Regions from separate parts of the Rattus norvegicus genome. Here region 2 is linked to region 1. Evidence: chromatin contacts called from public Hi-C data. All regions are on one chromosome and are shown on one strand. The core of a region is the stretch at or near the end of the contact, and the rest is flanking DNA. Distances in the headings are between cores, read along the strand shown. Region 1 has its middle 39 kb from the start of Gsap. Region 2 overlaps Ptpn12 (protein tyrosine phosphatase, non-receptor type 12).

The links. Hi-C and Micro-C count contacts between places; a contact is called where the count stands out from the background.
Region 2: a Hi-C map of liver shows a contact between it and region 1, with 2.9 times the contacts expected there. The contact joins two enhancer-like sites. A contact is called at or near these places in 2 of 12 Hi-C or Micro-C datasets (both in liver).

The regions. Positions count from the first base shown.
Region 1 is chr4:14,837,701-14,840,220 of GRCr8, reverse strand. No RefSeq gene overlaps it. Among named protein-coding and RNA genes, the nearest start is that of Gsap, 39 kb to the right of the region's middle. Within about 2 kb of position 1,265, at least 24 of the 93 cell types and tissues checked have an H3K27ac peak or open chromatin away from gene starts, as enhancers often do. A contact at or near this core is called in liver, where this site is marked.
Region 2 is chr4:14,975,943-14,978,462 of GRCr8, reverse strand. It overlaps Ptpn12 (protein tyrosine phosphatase, non-receptor type 12), which reads right to left. Exons shown (of 18, transcript NM_057115.2): 16 at 1,960-1,990. Among named protein-coding and RNA genes, the nearest start is that of Rsbn1l, 54 kb to the left of the region's middle. Within about 2 kb of position 1,257, at least 9 of the 93 cell types and tissues checked have an H3K27ac peak or open chromatin away from gene starts, as enhancers often do. A contact at or near this core is called in liver, where this site is marked.

The DNA.
Region 1 (2,520 bases), core at 16-2,515:
ATGGCCAAGGACATGGGTTCAGTTCCCAGACATGATGTAGCATATGTGAGCCCACACAAGCACACATCACACATACATGTGCACACATACATGTGCACACATACATATAGTAATAATAATAAAAAATAAAAAGTCAAATCAGTCATAATGATTAATTCAGACTGACCATTAATATTGTGATGATTTTGTTTTTCTTTCTCTGAGTTTAAATGTCCGTTCAAGTTACAATTATACTTTTAAACCATAAAGGGATTGTTTATATCTCTTTTGCTACTGTTGTCCAGCTTGCAAATTTGCTCCCAGAGTTCTCTGGACTTCTGTACCTTTTTCACTATGCGATGCTATTTTTACATGACCGCTCTTACGAAGGGGGCTGAGGACTTGGGGCAGCTGACCAGATGCATCCTCTCTGGACTTTTGATTCCTGAGCTGTTGACTCAGAACAGCAGGGATGAGGGATGACGCAGAGCCCACTGAGGCCAGGGCGGCAGCCATGGCAGCTGCATCCGGTTTCCAGTTGAGAGAAAGGCAGCTGTTCCGAAGCAGTCTGCAGTGCCCTGCATCTAAGGACGTCACACCATGAGCCAAGGGGGTGAGGGGGGAGTCAGTCTTTGGCAGCTGGGCTGGTGACTTCATGGGAGCAGCCCTGTGGAATGCTTGGGTGTGACTCTTGCCTGGATAATCTTCTTCCCACCTCTGCTTTCTTGAATTAGCTTAAAAGTCAACTTAATTTATTGGCAACAGAAGCGAAGCTGTCAACAATAGTGAACTCTTACAAAGACGCTTTCTGTGTGGCTTGCGCTTGTCCGCATGCTTCCTGTGTATTAGCTTGTCATTTTTTACAACAACCCTATGAGACAGAGACTGGTGTTAGCCCCATTTTATGGATGATGAAACTGAGCTTTGGGAAGACTAGGTTACCCAACCAAGGCTGCACAATTGTCAGCGGTGGCTCTGAAGCTCAAACCCCGCCACTCTGGCCTCATTCTTAGGAGCCTTTATTGGTTCACACACTGATTTATAATCTTTTTTTTTCATGTAACAAAACTTAATGTGCATTTCTGTGTTGTTAAGTGTTCAGTTAAGTTGTCTAGTGTTCAAAGGATGATTCATGGCTTGCTCCACCAGCTCTCTATTGTTAAACATTAAGGAGATCCTGGCGGTTAAACTTTTTATTTTAAGTTTTAGGCTATCGTACAGAGTCATGAATGGTTTCATCACGCCAGTCTCACACATGTGTCACGGTGCTTCATTCTCATCTGTTCCCTTTTATACTGTGTCTTAACATCCATGACTCATTTCCTTGTCCTGAGGGCCAGAGGTGGAATGCTTTGGTCAAAGGGAAATTTAACTGCCTTCTAGAAAGATAGTCCTGATTTCGCTTTCATGCGCAGCAGTATATATGAGCATTCTGTTTCCCTGAGTTATTAACATTAAACATTTAAGTGGTGTGTGTGTGTGTGTGTGTGTGTGTGTGTGTGTGTGTGTGATGAAAAATGGTAGATCTTTCTCTTTTCAATTTTGAAATTTGTTAAAGATTTAAAAATACAATTTTAGGGACTGGGAGATAGCTTAATTGGCAAAGTGACAGAGGCAGGAGTCTGACCCCTAGGACCAATGTCACAAGCCAGTTTTGCTGTAGTGTGGGGTGAGGGGAAGAGGAGGCTCCCTGGAGCTGGCTGCCTGCCTGTCTCACCTAATTGCCAAGTCCCATGTCACAGTGACAGACTCTGCTTCAAAACAGTGAGTGAATGGCTTCTCAAGAGTGTCACCTGAGATTGACTTTTGGCCTCCACAGACAGGCTCGTAAGCATGCACACTTGAACAAACATGTGCATTCTCCCACGAGAACACATGCACACACCAAAAAATTGGCCATTTGTTTAGTCCTGTCACAAATTTCTTCATCATCGATCAGATGATGTTGACACCACTCAAAACTCTTCTTGCCTATTTTTTTTTTTTTTTTTTTTGGTCTGTTTCTGTTTTTTGAACAAGGTTTCTCTGTGTAGCGCTGGGTGTCCTGGAACTCACTCTGTAGACCAGGCTGGCCTTGAACTCACAGAGGTCTGCCTGTCTCTGCCTCCTGAGGGCTGGGGATGAAGACGTGCACCACGACCTCCAGGTTCTTAGTTGGTCTTAGAGTCTAAAGACTCTTAGTGGTAAAGCAGGCATCTGGCTAAACCCCTTCGTGCACTGCTGACAATAAATGTAAGCACATAATCTAGGGAACGCGAGTTACTACTGCTTTGCCTCATTCCGTGAGTGCTGGTCAGATACCAGTGTGGCTGCTGGGTCAGCTCTCAATGACTTGAACAGGCAAAAGCTCCCATTCTGAAAACCGGCAAAGTCGGTAAGGAAGGCACTTGCTCGCTTGTGATCGCTACCATTCTCGAAGTGCGGGCTGGCTTCATCGCTTCATCCTGAGGACAGATCTCCACCACATCACACACCAGCCTGGGAGCAAGGGAAAGAGGAAGCTGCGGGTATGGAAAGGCCAGAGTGGGCATTTGAAGGAGG
Region 2 (2,520 bases), core at 8-2,507, 140 kb before region 1:
TGTGTGTGTGTGTTCTGGTGGTGGTGTTTTGAGACAGTCTTGTTACATATCTTCAGCTCTCCTGTGTTGAAGTCAGAAGCATGAACCACAGCCGAGCTCCAATCAGGCAGTCTACACATGTGTGTTGGGGAGGTTCTGTGTACTTACCTCATTTCATCAATCCCGAACATGGCATGCTGTATTTTCTAAAGTAGTTATAGTCAAACAGGTTTCTAATTACTGGACAATTTACTACTCCCCATGCCAATATGAATTCTTTTTAAGTCTTCTTGTTTAAATTGTAGTTAATTTACTAATTTAAAGATCAATGAAAAGATTACTTTAAAAAAAATTAAGATTAATTCTTATACAATTTCTTCCTTCCCTCTTTTCTCCCTCCTTCCTTCCTTCAAGAGGGAACTTGGTAAGTAAACCAGGCTGGCGGCCTCAGACTCAGAGATCCGTGTGCCTTGTGCCTCCAGGGGTTTCAGGTTGCAGACAAGCAGCACACCCACACCCAGCCTCCTTCGTTGTTTCTGTTGAGAAACCTTTCTGGAAACCCAGGATAAGTCTACAGGTGTTCCCTGTGCTCATGATTCTGCCTTGTTATTCTTTGCCCACCCCACCCCCGACCCACTCTTGTTCTCTTTCCACTCTGCTAATCCAGAGTCTTGCTATGTAGCCCAGGCTGGCTTCTAACGCCCAACCCCCTGCCTGCTTCTAAGTGCTAGAATTTCAAGCATCAGCATCAGGCCCTACTTGGTTTCCTTTGAAACCATGTACATTTATTTCTTATGGGAATGCAGGTGCCACAGCATGTGTGGAGGCCACCATGTGGATCCTAGCAGTTCAACGCAGGCTGCCAGGCTTGGCAGCTAGCACCCTCACCCTGGGAGCCATCTCATTGACCTAAAACAATTTCCTAAAACAAACAAACAGGTTCAGCTCAAAGGTACACAAAGTCCTGCCAAGACCAGGGCAGGCCCTGGGGACAGAGTTTTCTAGCTGCTGGCCTAGTAAGAGACATGCATAAATCATCTTAGTGGTGGTGAGGAGTTCCTCAGGGCCACCTTCTAAGGAGGAAGACGGGGCAGATTTAAAGTCTCAAGCTTAGGTGAAGGTCATCCAGGAATAAGACTCAGCCTTAGAGGTCAAGGTTTAGTAAGGCAGAGGGCACAGGAGACGGTGCCAAATGGAACACAGGAAGAGCAGGGAGCACCAAGAGCCCAACTGTAGACATTGCCAAGGAGGCAAAGTCCTGGGGACTAGCAGTGTCACAGTGGCAGCAGTGCCGATGATAACTTCATCTACTTTACTCATGATGGTGAGATCCTTCAGTCACTCCTCCCCTCCTGCTGCCCCTTCCAAATTCTGGGACTGCAAGTGTGCACCATCATGCCTGGTTTCTGAAGGGCTGGGAAATTAGGACTTTATGCACGCTAGGCCCTCACTGAGCTATCCTAAGTCAAATATAAAACTTCTAACTCGTAGTATTAACTATTGACTTATTTTCCAATAAACATGAGCACCCCCAGCAGTTATGGAGACATTTCCATTTGTTGGTCAATATGGAGCATATACTCAAACGGGAATGAACTTCTAAGTACCTGTTGTTAACTTTGGTGCTAAAAAGTAAACCTAGACTTTAGACCTGTTAACTATGTGCTCAATTAGAGCTATACCATAGCTTCTAGATATTTTAATAAACAATAAAAACACAACAAATATCCAAAAAGCAACACATAAACCCATAACTTCTGATAATAAATGTTCCCGTGACTTTCCGATTCAGATCAATAGTATTTATGGGTGGGTCAGCTTAGAAGAATTATGCCACAGAACTGTGTTTCCTCAAGCAGTTATTGCAGAGATCTTTACATAACATAGAGGAATAACCGAAGAGCACGAAGCAAGATATGTGCTGTTTTAGATAAACTAACCTGAAACACCTCTGGTAAAAAGGAAGAAATAATAACTCACCGTGTTTGTCATTTCCAGAGGTTATCAAGCCCTGCAAGGACATTTTACAGTTATTACAGAAAGCTCATCTTATGTGCAGTAAATAGAAGACAATCTGCTATAGGAATGACCCCAAGAAATTGAGATATAAAAAACCCCCCTCCTTGTTACCTATTTGTTTTTGAAACAGAATCTCACTTAGTCCAGGCTAGTTTCAAACTCACTATGTAGTCAAGGGTGGGCTCAAATTCCTGACCTTTCCTCCTTCACCTCCTTAAGTGCTAGCATTATAGGCACACACTACCAAGCTTGATTTGTATCTTGATTTTCAATATCAAAGAAAAAGAAAACAATGGTGTATTATTATGCTTGAAATTCTGTTTTGCTTTACTTAAAAATTTCCCATTCCTTTGAGGCAGAGTCTCTCACTGATTCTGGGTGCAGGGGCACACCTAGGTCCTCATGCTTGAGTAGCAATTGCTCTTACACACTAAGCCATCTCCACAGCTCTTACTACCTTGATGTATACTGTAAAGGGAAACTTCTGCATTAAAACAAGACAAACACCCCCCACCCAGCTAA